Regions from separate parts of the Mus musculus genome. Here regions 2, 3, 4 and 5 are each linked to region 1. A link is a contact called in public HiChIP or PLAC-seq, Micro-C and promoter capture Hi-C data. All regions are on one chromosome and are shown on one strand. Each heading gives the region's core, a stretch centred on a gene start, on an enhancer-like site or on the middle of the called end of the contact. The rest is flanking DNA. Distances are from core to core; before and after follow the strand shown.

The links. Promoter capture Hi-C pulls out the DNA fragments that hold promoters and counts their contacts. A called contact is a pair of places that touch in the nucleus more often than the background predicts. HiChIP or PLAC-seq counts read pairs in DNA pulled down with a chosen protein or histone mark. Capture Hi-C pulls out chosen DNA fragments and counts their contacts.
Region 2: a contact with region 1 is called in a Micro-C map of the G1E-ER4 cell line. The contact joins the promoter of Gnas here to the promoter of Fam210b in region 1. A contact is called at or near these places in 2 of 484 Hi-C or Micro-C datasets (both in the G1E-ER4 cell line).
Region 3: a promoter capture Hi-C map of liver shows a contact between it and region 1, with 4 times the contacts expected there. The contact joins the promoter of Npepl1 here to the promoter of Fam210b in region 1.
Region 4: an H3K4me3 HiChIP or PLAC-seq map of embryonic forebrain shows a contact between it and region 1, with 8 times the contacts expected there. The contact joins the enhancer-like site here to the promoter of Fam210b in region 1. A contact is called at or near these places in 5 of 484 Hi-C or Micro-C datasets (cerebral cortex, cortical neurons, frontal cortex and 2 more), 5 of 115 datasets of contacts at active chromatin or transcription factors (differentiating embryonic stem cells, embryonic forebrain, embryonic hindbrain and 2 more) and 1 of 9 other capture datasets (adipose tissue).
Region 5: a promoter capture Hi-C map of erythroid cells shows a contact between it and region 1, with 21 times the contacts expected there. The contact joins the promoter of Vapb here to the promoter of Fam210b in region 1. A contact is called at or near these places in 1 of 39 promoter capture datasets (erythroid cells) and 1 of 484 Hi-C or Micro-C datasets (CD4 T cells).

Annotation. Positions count from the first base shown.
Region 1 is chr2:172,344,237-172,346,897 of GRCm38.p6, reverse strand. Fam210b (family with sequence similarity 210, member B) reads right to left here and starts at 1,321. Exons shown (of 3, transcript NM_025912.4): 1 at 1,051-1,321. The coding sequence starts at 1,236.
Region 2 is chr2:174,296,498-174,299,158 of GRCm38.p6, reverse strand. Gnas (GNAS (guanine nucleotide binding protein, alpha stimulating) complex locus) reads right to left here and starts at 1,300. Exons shown (of 12, transcript NM_010309.4): 1 at 1-1,300. The coding sequence starts at 1,297.
Region 3 is chr2:174,109,036-174,111,696 of GRCm38.p6, reverse strand. Npepl1 (aminopeptidase-like 1) reads right to left here and starts at 1,346. Exons shown (of 12, transcript NM_213733.2): 1 at 1,125-1,346; 2 at 435-620; 3 at 1-83. The coding sequence starts at 1,274.
Region 4 is chr2:170,900,956-170,903,616 of GRCm38.p6, reverse strand. No RefSeq gene overlaps it. Among named protein-coding and RNA genes, the nearest start is that of Gm35033, 130 kb to the right of the region's middle. Within about 2 kb of position 1,311, at least 7 of the 459 cell types and tissues checked have an H3K27ac peak or open chromatin away from gene starts, as enhancers often do. A contact at or near this core is called in embryonic forebrain, where this site is marked.
Region 5 is chr2:173,736,260-173,738,920 of GRCm38.p6, reverse strand. Vapb (vesicle-associated membrane protein, associated protein B and C) reads right to left here and starts at 1,350. Exons shown (of 6, transcript NM_019806.5): 1 at 1,171-1,350. The coding sequence starts at 1,228.

The DNA.
Region 1 (2,661 bases), core at 72-2,571:
CCTGTCAAGGCAGAGTGTGTGTTTAAGGTTAGGGTTAGGGTTAGGGTTAGGCTACCAACAGGGCTGATGTGGCAGAACAAGGTGAGAGGTTGTACCAGATCGTGAAGGCAGCTAAGATCTGAGCGCTAGAGAAGAGACAGTATAGGGCGGGGGGGCACACTACTGGTAGTCAGGGAAGACTTTCTGGAGGAGAGGGAAGCTATGCGGTGCCCTGAAGCACGGTACGCTGTGAGTATCCTGACTTGTGCTCAGGAGCAGAGCTGAGGCCAGTGTCCTGTCTGTCAGGCAGGAGAGAGGGGAAGGAAGTCCTTCCATCATTGTGCTCGGCACTCAAGGAAAGCGACCAATCCCTAACTGAAAAGCCACGGGAGCAGACAGTACTCAGAACTGCCCGATTCATGGCAGTGATCTTTCTTTCAGACTCCCCCAGACCTCGACGCTTCCGATCTACTACTTCTGAACTCCTGCTTTTTTTTTTTTTTTTTTTTTTTTTTGAGACCTACTTGAGATATGCTGCTGTCTGAATGGAAGCTGGTTTTCACTCTGAGCACTCAGGGCAAGTAACCACAACAAAACGGGATGGACTGCCTGCTCTGAGCCTGCTCTTCCAGCTAGATAAAAGGGTGGCGCAAGGAGCACAGGGAAGCGGTAGATGTACCGGCGGCACCGGCGATGCCGCCTCCTGGGCCCAGTGCCCAGGCCTCAACTGAACTTCAAAAGGAACAAGTCCAGGGGCCGGACTGGAAGTTCATATAGAATTCAGGCCCCTTGCGATCGGCTCGGTAACGCCACTGTTCTGGCTTTCGAAACTGGGGCTCGGCGGGCGACTCCATGACCTTGGGCAGCGCACCATTCCACTCCTAGCCTCAGTTTCTCCGGCTGCTAACTGAAAGAGATTTTTCTCGGATTCTAGGAATCTGAGAACTCAGGGACCCCGGAGGTGACCCGTTTCGGTCAGGTGCAATGTAAAAATTGTCCATTGGGGCTGGCCCTGGCACGGCGCTCCGGCCACTTGGGGATCAGGGTCCGAGTGGCTGTGGGGAGTCTTACCTGGCGGCTGAGACAGTCCCCGCGGGCCGTGCGCAGCAGTCGGGCGTCCGGAACCGGATGGGACAAGGCTAAGGCCCAGAGCGGTGGAGCACAGGAGGTGGCGGTTCCCAGGAGCCAAGGGGCCAGGGGCCGCAGCCGGGTGCTCACTCTTCCTGCCGGGCCAAGCAGCGTCAACAGCCCGGCCATGGCGCGCCGCGAGCGCAGCTCCAGTGTGCCCACTCGGGAATCAGCTCCAACACAGCGCGGTGGGCGGGGCCGAGACCGGGGCCTCGAGCTCCACCCCCCGACAGGCCCCGCCCCAACACCTTTAGGGCCCGCCCCCGGAGCGGAGCTGAGCGTGGGATAGGCGGGGCTCTATAGCGGAGCGCAGGTTTTGGGCTCCACCCAACAGCTCCGCCCTCCGCAGAAGCAGCCTATCCATGAGTGGGTGGGGCATCTGGAGACGCTCGCTCTCTTTTGTTCCCGCCCCTCAGCCCCGCTTCCTTGGCTAAGTTCCGCCTCCTGAAGCGGAGTGGGCGGGGCTGGGGACCTGCCAAGTCTATCAGCCTAGTTCTCAGGACCTCAGGCCAGTTCTTTGTGGAATGCATTTTCTCAGAACTTTCCAGGATTTTGAGTTTCCGGACTGTGGAGCGCGGCTGGCGGCTGTTTCAAGCGAGGGCTAATGCATTCTTTGTTTTTCCTCTCAGCCGAATGGGTGAAACCTGGAAGACTGATGCTTACGTGAATGCTTTAAAGAAGAAAGGAACTATAGAGGTTAACTCTCACTTGAAGAAGCCCTCTAAATGAGCCTACTATATCGCGGCTGTGAACATGAAAGCAGCCACTGTGGAGAAAAGTTTTGTACTTTCACAGATAGTTAAAAGTACACAAACCAGGTTGGTCAGCAACTCCGCTCCCATAGTGTCTCAAGAGAAGCAAAGACTCACATTTCTGTCGGACTAAAATCTGACAAGAGGGCACTCTCTCTTACCTGGTGACTATGCACTGCCTGGGGACTTGGGCCCACAGGAAGGCGTTGCTGGCATTAGATGTGGCCCCTCTACCTTGGACCTCTAGGCCCATGAGCCAAAATTAACCCTTCTGTTCTTATAACTTAAAGAAATAATAGTAAACTGTTATCTTGACATGGTGGTGCAGATCTGTAACTCAAGCACCCAGGAGGCTGAGACAGAAGGATTAAGAGTTCAAGGCCAGCCTCGACCCCAGGAGAACCTGTCCTACACACATGCTCAGAAGACAGCAATACTCATAGCAGGGCAGTCCAGATATCTGTCAGCTGGAGAATGGAACTTCCATCTGTGGATCACTTGCTATCCAAGCTGAGTTCCACCCTGGGGCCCAGGCAAGGTGGGGGTGGGGGCTGGGAGGTGGGGGGAGAGAGCCACAGTCTCCACAAAGTGCTCCTCTGGCCTGTACACATGCTCCCTCCCATGCAATAATAATAAAAAAATTTTTTTAAAGTAAGGCGTGAACACCTTCATCCTAGGGACAAGTCTCAGGACTGCTTTGCCAAATGGAAAATTCCAGCCACAAACACAACATGCAGGAGGATTTCATCTTCAGAGAATGCAAAGTTCACAGGCAAAATTCTGGACCCCCCCCCCCAAAAAG
Region 2 (2,661 bases), core at 51-2,550, 2.0 Mb before region 1:
CTGTCCCGTCTTCTCCGGCATCGCTCTGGCTATCTGTGAGCATCGCGGAATCCGTAGGAGCTCCAGCATCAGATCCGGTAGAGACGGCTTGGGCAGCAGGGGCTGGCTTGGCATCCATTGCTTCAGGCTGGGTGGAAGATCCGTCCCCTCTCTCCGGAGAGGGGACTTTTCCTTCCACCGCAGTGGCGGTGGTAGGGCTTCCTTCCATCTCGGCTGCTTCTCGCTCAACTGGGGGTCTCTCTGCGCACTCGCTCTTATCTGGGGCTCCCGAGACTTCGATGGGCGGGCCATCACTTGCGATTGGGGGGCTGTCCATATTGACAGCGGTGTCGTCGTCGACCCCAATGGAGGCTCTGCCAATCTCAAGCAGGGGTCTGGTGATCTCCATCGGGGGGCTGTCGCATGCGAAGTTAGGAGGAGATCTGACAGCCTCGCGGAATGGTCTGTCAATGGCGCCTCGGACCCAGAGGGGAGGCGCGTTCTCGGCGGGAGCGAGGCAGAGCGCACTCGGGACCGCGACTGTCGGGAACTCGCCGCCAATGCCGATTTGTGGGATGACTCGCGGGAGTCCTGGGGGTGGGCTATCGCCCCCGAATTCTTCTCCACCGACCTGAAATGGCACAGATTCTTCAGGGGGAGGGCTGTAGTCTTCTCGGAAGCCAGCGTTTTCAAATCTGATGTTCCCGGGCTCCGCGGGAAGAGCTCTGGGGACCAATGCTTCCGGACCTCCTGGCGCAAGGTCTGGGACTTGCAAGGGAGGCTGGCTATGGTCTCCCTGGGCAGGCTCGTTGAACTCAAATGGCATAGCTTCTTCTGGTGGGGGGGTATAGGCTCCCAGGCCTGGGCTCGCGCCAGTGGGGGTCCCGGGCTCCAAAATCGCTGGGTTGAAGGCTTGGAGGCCTGATGGGGTCCCAGATGGTCCTGGCTGCTCCAGGGTGGGCCAGAAATCTCCCAGGCTGGGCTGTTGTGTCTCGAATGGCATGGCTTCCTCCGGAGGTGGGCTGTAGTCTCCACCCACTCGGACTTCCTCGAAGGCCTGGCAGGGGCTTTGGATGTCAGATTTGGAGTCTTCTGGGGGTCCACTGATCTCACTGCCAGTCTCGTCGGGGACGGGCTCATTGTTAGACGGTTCGGAGTCCGGTTCGGTCGCCATTTCTTCGGCTGGGCCAGCCCCAGCACCGGGGGCAGCTGCCCCTGGGGCTTCCAAAGGTTCTTGCTCGGGCTGCTCCCCGACTTCAGGGGGGATATCGTGTTGTCCTGACATATTATTGCCGTGGAGGCAGTTGAACATGCCCATAACACGGTGGCGACTTTTCAAAATAAATTTGGGGCCCCGTAAGACGGAGCACCCAGCCAAACTAGGGTGAAAAAAAATTTTTTTTTAAAAAATTCAAATTTTTGTTGGAAAGTTCTCCAGCCTCAGTTTCCAAACTTTGTAAGGATAGATAATCAGGGGCTAGAACCCAGGACCATGGCTGAAGTGAGTCATCTCTTGCTGGTGAAGTCTGTCACCTTCCTAGTTACACTTACCCCTTCGGGCTGTGGTCGGCCAACAACTTTAGGAACTTTTCTGTTCTCTCTTCGTACTTTGCTGTACTTTAGCTCCGCCTTCTTGGCATTTAAGAGCGTGCCGATTCGTCTCGAAAATCGTAAATAGAACTCTTTCTCTGCCGCCAGAGGACGCAGGTCTCAGTGCTGAGCCGGCTCCGGGAGCTGGCTCCCGGTGCCGGCTGCTCCCGACTTTGGGTAAGGGGGCTGATGAGCGGAGGCCTTGTAGGGACGTTCGGCTCCGTCCTCTCCTCTCCCGGACTGATTCCGAGTCTCTCTAGCTCGCTTTTTCCCTGGCCAGAGAGCGAGCGAGCTCTCTTGCGTTGCTGGGACACGTGACGCAAGACGTGGGCATTGGTCTGTTAGAGTACAGACGCTGAAAGCCTCCCTCCCCATCTGATTCTTCTCGAGGGGAGGAGGGACTGCAGGAGGGCTTTATCACCCCAGATTACCCCAGTATGCGGTAAATTCCTTATCTAAGGACCCCACACTCAGGCAATTACCCATACTCATCTCCAAGTCAGGAAATGGAGGCTTTAGGATACAAGGAAAGGGGTAGAGGCACACACACACACAAATGCGACAGGTGGTCGTGAGCCCACCGGAAGGGTAGAGACAGGGTGAGGAAGTGCCGAATGTAAACACGCAATTTGTTTCGTAAATGCTCTAGGGTACTTTTCTTTATTTCTTTTTTTTCCTTTTTTTTTCTTTTTTTAATGTTTATGTTTGCTGTTTGTTGGGGATGGCTCCAGCAAATCCCTTCAATGTCCCCCATCCCCATTACACCTCGGAGCTCTCAACAGTGGTATAGTGTGTTGTAGTCAGGGCTTGCTCTGTTTATATGGACGGTGATGCAGTAGAAATAAAGGTCTCAGCAGTGCACTGCAGAAAATCAAGCAAAGCCCCCTTAGGAGTTATTCATGTTTGCCGCTTTCGTGCAAATAGGGGAGGGGGCTTAAGGCTTACCGGAAGACCCCCCACCTAGCTCAGGTCTTGTACTTCTGTCTTCTGGGTAAAGGCAAAAGGAGATTTGGGGTGTAGTTGATGGCCCATTTAGGGTGGTCTCGCAGACTAGAAAACCTGAAATGCACTTAACCCACCGACCAACCGTGC
Region 3 (2,661 bases), core at 97-2,596, 1.8 Mb before region 1:
GCCCCTGAGCGGTGTGTGAAGAGTGGGAAGGCCCGTGCCAAGGCACAGGCAGAGGCAAAAACCTCAGTCTGTTCGCAGACCATCTGTAGTGAGAGAGAAGCAAGGTGGGGCTGAAGCCACAAAGGGACACCACCAGGACTCTCCCAATAGCAGCTCTACAAACCCAGACGGCTGTGCCCCCCCAGTAACCTGAGGCTGCGTGAGAAAAATGTCTGCCACCAGATGTTGTCCACTCTTTCCCAGACAGATGAGCAGGGCACAGACATAAGCCCAGGCCTCAATAAATCTAGGCTGGCATCTCTGATTTGTCACGCAAACCGATCCGGTGTAAATCACTCGGTGGTTGAAGGGTTAGAATGGGAGATCACACGGGCCAGCCTGCTGTGCTTGAGGTGGGCCACGGGCTGGGGTACACTCACCGGCCCAGCACTCACCAGGATACACCGGTGGGTTCCAGGAGGCAGGCAGGTTCTCACGAGCCTGGTGATGAAGTGGGCTGCGGACGGGCTGTTATGCCGGCTCACCCTAGAAGGCAGAGCTGCCACTGTGGCGCAGTTCAGGTAGAGAGGACAGCTGTCTGTGGGGTTGGGGTTGAGCGTGGCCAGAGCTGCCTGCCAGAGCTGGATTAGAAAGGAGATATGAGACGGACCGGGCTTCAACACGTGTGCTGTGTGGCTAGATGCGCCCTGCGGGCCACGCCTGCTTGTCTAAGGCACCCTAGCCGCTGCCACCAGGCATGTGTGGCTCTCTGGTACCCTACCACCCTCGTGGGACTGCGCCTCGCGCTGGCAAGGCCTGTCTGGGGACCCTCTGCTTCAAACACTTGGAGGCCCGGCTCCTGGGCCCTGGCTAGTGGCCATGGAAGCGGGTCTCGAGGCCAGAGGCCACGCGGAAAGCCGCCACTGGGCCTTCTGCAGGGCCCGGCCCAGAGGCGCGGAAGCAGGTGGCTCGGCCCGGGCAGGCCGGCGACACAGGCCGGGCCTCGCTGCAGCCAGGGCCTTGGGGACAGACGGCTAGGCCTGTCGCGGGCCTGCGCCCTGGGCCCGGCGGGGCGCGCGGGCGAGGCGGGGCCCGTGGCCCAGGGCCTGGGCTTGGCAGGCGCATGGCGGCCGCGGCCCGCTCACCTCCTCGGTGACCCGGGGCTGCAGCTTCCCGCGGACGTGGCTCCAGGGCACGCGGTGCAGGTGTTGCAGCTGGCCCAACAGCAGCAGGGGCCGGCTCTGGGGGTCCGCGTCCCCGGCGCTGGCCTGGAACTGCAGCCCCACGCTCGCCATCTTCCCCCCCACGACCCCGGCCGGGCCGCCCAGCACCCTGCGCCCTGCTCCGGCCCGGCTCGGCGCCGCCCCGGCCCGCCCGGCCTCGGCGCCCCGCCTTCCCCGCCGCCTCCGGGCCGCGCCGCCCTGCAGGGCCCACCCGGGGCGCGAGGGGGCGCCGGCGGAGGCGGGGCGCGGGCCGTACTGCGCCTTCCGGGCCTCCGTTGGGGGGCAAGTGGCGCGCGAGCCCCTGGAAGCGCTCCAGCTCTGGCTACTGCCCTGGCCCGGCTGGCAGTAGGTTCCTGGACTCGAGGAAGCCTCACTTGCCAGGGACAGCCGTGGCTACTGCAGTGGCCTGACAATTAGGCACTCGGATCCCCCCTTTATTCCGCGTAGGCCGCCTCCTCGGCCTAACGCTCGCCAGAAAGGTCACCATTCAGCAGTGGGCGCAAGCTGCCTCTGCACTTTGTCACCTGTGTTGGAGAGGAAAAGACAGCAGTGTTGGGAGCTTATAGGAAGTCATTTGAAAGGAGTCAGCTGCTACCCTACACTGCCCAGGTTTTGACAACTCCAGGCCTGGGGCTAGAGCTCAGTGACCTCCAGTCTTCTTCCTTTTTTTTTTTTCAAGACAGGGTTTCTCTGTGTAGCCCTGGCTGTCCTGGAACTCACTCTGTAGACCAGGCTGGCCTCAAACTTAGAAATTCTCCTGCCTCTGCCTCCCAAGTGGGATTAAAGGGGTGCGCCACCACGCCCGGCTGTGACCTCCAGTCTTATATGTCACTTTTAATCTACATTTCTTCTCTGTTATCAGCCTTTAAAACTAGCAAAACAAGATGGCTGAGCGAGAAAAGACACTTATTGCAGCGCCTGAGGACCAGAGTTCTAGTCCCGTATCTGGAAGGTGCAAACCAGTATCCAAAATGTGTCCATTGACTAAGAGGTTGACTAAGAGGTACCCACTCACACCGACTTAAACACACACACACACACACACACACAGAGAGAGAGAGAGAGAGAGAGAGAGAGAGAGAGAGAGAGAGAGAGAGAGAGAATGAATTAAATAAAACATTAAAAAAAAAAAAAAAACCCTACCAAAGCCAGTTTCATCACATAGCTCTCCATTCCACTGACCCTGCAGGCACCACCCACCTTATGTCCCCACCTACAAGCCATCTATGGTATGGATTTCTTCAGCTTTGGAGGTTCCATCAAACAGCCCAGAGCAGGCCAGCCCTGAAGACGGCAGTAGCTGAATGAGCAGAGGGGATTCCTTTGAAACTCTGGCTTTCCTGACGCAGAAGTCAACACTAATTGGATCTTATTTTCTCGAAAAAGAGTTTTTACAGCAACTGCATGTTTTCACACATTTTGTAAAGGGTACTAAGTGTTCTATCCCGATTCTCTGGTG
Region 4 (2,661 bases), core at 62-2,561, 1.4 Mb after region 1:
ATGGCAGGTGTACGGCAGATGAGCGGTTCATAGCGCCCTCTGCAGTTCTTCTCAGGGATGGCATGGCGGGTGTACAGCAGATGAGCAGTTCATAGCGCACTCTGCAGTTCATCTCAGGGGTGGCAAGGTGGGTGTACAGCAAATGAACAGTTCGTAGCACCCTCTGCATCTGAGGGATGGCACAGCGGGTACATTTTCCAACACTGCATGCAAATACTGATGGAAAAGCCAGAAAGGGAAAAACCACACTGGTCCATGTGTGACCCCTTCCCAGGTAAAGGTGGAAGATCCACCCAGTCTACTCGCACTGCTCGATGGAAGACCTGGTCAGGGACAAGCTGGATATTCCCTGAATTGCCACCTCCCAGTCTGGATTAAGGTTTTCGGCCCCACTTTCATCTTTGTGTCGGCTTCCCCAACAAGCCCACACCTCCCCAGCAGCACAGGCTCCCGTTCTTCTGTAAGCCCCGCTGCTTACTAATCCTGCCTCCTGTCACCCACCCCAAGCAGTGCCTCTGTAACTTCTGTCCCAGGCATGGAGAAACAGGTTGGAAACGAACTTATCCAGAGCCGGAGGGGATGGGCCATATGTCTCTGCCTCCTAAAGAAGAGAAGCCCTCCTATTTCTTATACAGAATCTAAATATGTTGATCCAAGGGAAATCTTTTCTTCTTCCCTCTGGCAACTTCGCATACACGCGTTTTCTTGCCACCGTGGGATCTATCATTCTGCCTGTCTCAATTCACTCTGTGGGCATTTTCTGCATGAGTAGGAAAAAAAAAAATAACAAGGAACCCTTTGCATAGGTTATTTACATATAAATTATATTTGACACTTTTATAACAAACCACAAAATCTCCATGTGCTCTGATGTGGCACAGTGTAATAGAATGAGTAAATACGCATTCTTCTAATAACCAATTGCTTTCTTCACACAGGAACATACAAAGGAGTTACCGTAAGGCTGGGCAGAAAAAAAAAATCTCCGCAGCAACAACAACAACAAAAAAAATAAGCCCCGTGTGAAATTCCGATGGTTCTTACAATGAGGGCTGGTTAAATGGGTCTTTGAATTAATAGAAGTGCCAAGTGCTCTTCTTGTAGTGTTTGGAGAATGAGTTTTACAAACAGTTATACAGAACAAAATCATTAGAAGAGGGAGGCCAAGATAGCGCTGTAATGGCCGGGAGAAGGAGCCCTGGGTCTTAATTAAATTCAGGTAGAAAGGATTGCTTTTGCACACACCATAGAGAACTCCATTCTGCAAGGAAGCTGCTTTCATAACTCTGCCCGGCAAGAGGGGAGGGAAGAGTGCTGTGCAGGAGGCTGGGAGCTCACAGCTAAAGTAATGAAAACAGTGTCCCCTGGGTAGCAAGTGTGTGCCAGACGCTGGGCCCCACCAGTCCATATGCACATATATGCCTGTAATCCCGAAACTGTTGCCTCTTTAAGAAAGTGCCTGCTTTACAATGGGCATTCTCCTCGTTGTTTGTGCAAAACATTAATTGATCAAGCCATTGTGTAAAGCTGAAACCAAGAGAAAGAAATTATAGGACTTCTTAAAGTCATGTGGGAGTCCAGATGCCAAAAGCTTTTGAATCTTCTCTCTCTCTCTCTCTCTCTCTCTCTCTCTCTCTCTCTCTCTCTCTCTTTCTCTCTCTCTCTCTCTCTCTCACACACACACACACACACACACACACACACACACACACACACCACAAATTCCTTTGAATGTAGGTATGTATCCTTTTAACCACAGATGGGAAACTCTGGAGAGGAAAAATGAGCAATGAACAAGAAGAAATGAGAAAAATTCCTTTAGCGATGAAAAAGATATGGACAGCAAGTGACCTTCACCGCTTATAAAATCCAGTGCTCCCCAGGCCCTTCCTACAGGAAAAGGCATGACATTTTTATTTATTGTGTCTTTGCATTAGTGTGAGAAATAAAATCCAGGTTGTATTTGATCGTCTGACAGTATGCATAAATTGTCAATATATTGGCCTCTAAACCATGCTAAACCCAGCTCCTTTACTTCTGCGTGCCGACGGAAAGAGCCCTGGACAATCACGTAAAACCATATCAACAGAAGCCTACACACTGAGAGACTGTGATGTGCGTGCTCATACCTGAAACAGGATTGTCAGGATCGTGTTTGCTGAACACAACCGAAAGAAATGCCCACAGGATCAGTCAAGACTATGCTTGGTGACTCTGGTGGTTTGAATGACATGGCACCCAGAGTCTCATAGGGAGTGGCACTATTTAAAAGGATTAGGACTGTGTTAGAATAGGTATAGACTGGTTGGAGGAAGTATGTCATTGTGTGTGTGTGTGTGTGTGTGTGTGTGTGTGTGTGTTTGACCTTTCAGAAACTTAAGCCTGACCCAATGGCCTGCTCTCTCTCTCTCTCTCTCTCTCTCTCTCTCTCTCTCTCTCTCTCTCTCTCCTGATCCAGATGTAGAACTCTCAGCTCCTTCCCCAGCCCCATGTCTGCCTGGATGCTGCCATGCTTGTACCATGATGAGAATGAACTGAACCTCTGAACCTGTAAGCCAGCCCCAAGTAAATGTTTCCCTTTATAAGAGTTGCCGTGGTCACAGTATCTCTTCACAGCAATAGAACTAACACGGTAACTGAGGGTGGAGCTCAGTTGTTAGA
Region 5 (2,661 bases), core at 101-2,600, 1.4 Mb before region 1:
GTGGGATCCCGATAAGTGGGGGAACCTCTGGTGACGAGGGTCCACATTTAAGTCGATGCTTCTATTGAAATTTTTTTGTGTATGTGTCTGTGTGTTTGTTCACAAGTGTGCCAGGCTGCACCTGTTGGGGTCAGCGGACAATGTGCACAAGTCGGTTCTCTCCTTTGACCATGTGGGACTCAGGGATTGAACTAAAGTCCTCAGCCTTGACAGCAAGCTCTTTATCCGGTGAACCATCTCCACAGCCCTGTGTTAGGCTGCCTAAGGTTTTTGTTTTCAGGTTGACTGGACGGCCTCTGCTTCCTTGTAAGAGTCACACTGCACACTCTGAACCTGGAAGGCAAGGTGAACAGCCACAGATCTGAAGCATTTCCCAAGAGTCTGTGGGTACAGTGGCTAAGTATCTGAACGTCTGAAATCAGAACTCAAATGCGACAACTAGATAAGAGCTGTGATCCTACGTTACTTCCCAGCGGTGGAGAAACGGGTGACTCTCGGCCACCCAAAATCGTGTGTGCCAGCTGTGGGCTACACGTGGGCAATACACAGAGGATCATATCAGCCAACCTCAAGTACACCTTCATAGAGTCCAGTTTCTTCCTCTTCCTCCTAGTGCTTACCACTGTATTCTGCCATCTTGCTTACTGGTTGTTGAACTTTATAGGCCTCCTGTGCCCAATCTCATGACTCAAACATGCAACGAAGCAAGGAACAGGCTGGGCATGGACCCTGTTGCCTCGTGGCCCTTAAAATTAGTGAATGGAAACATTCATGTGTACATACACACACACTTGTGTGTGTGTATGTACATATATGTACGCACATGTATGTATACACACTATCTATAACATGCGTATACCATGCATATATATTTGTCTACGTGCACCTTTTTAATCACCTGGGCATGCACCTTTACACACAGATGTATACAGAAAGTGTACTACACAGAAAGTGTGCACGGGCTTCGTGGGCTGTAACCCCGGCAGCTCGCTGCCTCGGGGGAGCTGATGGAAGGGTACTCAGGCAAACCGTTTCCATGCACTGACTCCACATGCATGCATTAGACGCCTGGTGCATGCGGGCCTCAAGCGGACAGTGTCCTGCCCTCAGGGCGCGTCCCTTCCGGCACCGGCCGCTGAGTGACAGCTCCCGGGCCGGCCGGCCGCTTACCTCGGAACTTGAGCTCGTGTTGTGGCTCGAGGCTCAGGACCTGTTCCACCTTCGCCATGGTCCTCCCCGTCGGGGGCGACGGCGCGGGCGGGGGGCGGCGGCCTGGGTGGCGGGGCGCAGGGGCGGAGGGCGAGGCCGCGGTGCCGGGCGAGCTCACGGCACGCACGACGTACCCACGCACGCCCCGACGCACGCACGTACGCACGTACGTAGCAGATGCCGGGCTCCGGCAGTGGCCAGCGGCTCCAGCGACAAAAGGGAGACTGCGCATGCGCAGGGTGTTCAGGGCCACTGCGCAGGCACAGACCGGGCGGTAGAGGGCGGAGCTTCCGAGACAGGGGGCGTGGCCTCTCGAGGCTTGGGAGGAGGGGCGGTCTCCAGTGAGACTGTTCAGTAAGCGCCTGCGGGGAGAACTGTTGTTAAGTGCTTTACTTAATAATAATAATTAACAAGAATAAACTTCCACTTTCTTCCCGCACGTGTGGTGCCAGGCTCTACTGAGCCTGAATATAATAAAGTACTTATTATTCTTACAAACACAATGTTTACGGGTTAGTGATATGTGCCAGGCCTTGTGACAGTTCATAAATAACAATTATAAATATAATAAACTGGCAATTATTGTTTGCTTATTTCGTGCCACTCCGCTGAATGCTTTCAGTAACTGTCATAAATAAAAGCTATTCTGCATTCAGTGTTTACCAAACCGCAAAGCGCTGCACTGAACCATTTGCTGATAGCATTACTTGTTTATGCAAGAAATATTTAGAAATACAATAACCAGAAAACGACCTGCTTCACACCGTGCTAGGACCTCACTGAGAGAATAAATTAGTTACACACATAAATCACATGACTAAAAGTAACTGAGAGCCTAGCTCTGTCTGATACCCAAAATAAGCCCTGTATGTTCCCATTGGCACGTGACTAGTATTTCATTGTGTAACGTATACTATGTAAAATAGACCTTCATAGCCTCCTCATCAAACATTCGTGTGAAGAGTACACATGACTCTATATGGCAGGAATATCCATGTTGTTCATGTACTTCCCATGTTCTATACACCTGAAGTTATTTTCATAATAAAAGTTTCCAAGGGGTAGTCTTTGTCTTTTAGCTTGTGCATCTAATCCATTTATACTTATTGTATTTGTTGGTGTACCTGGGTTTATTTCTGCTGCTTTACGTTGGTTTTCCCATTAGATGTACTGTTTCTTTTGGCCTCTCATTTCTTGCTCTTCAGGATTGTTTTCCTCTCCATCTGTTCTTTCCTTGTGTTCTGCTACTACTGCTTCATGTGTACTGAATCTATGAAAGTCTAGCTTTTATGACATTTTGTTCTGCTTTCTTGAGATTTTAGGGCTTCAGTTCATCATAGTCACCCACTGCTCCATTATACGCCTTGTGCTTTTAAAGGAAACTCAGGTTTCCCTCAGTCTAGTTTTGTTTTGTTTTGTTTTGTTTTTGGTTTTGGTTTTTTGGTTTTTTGA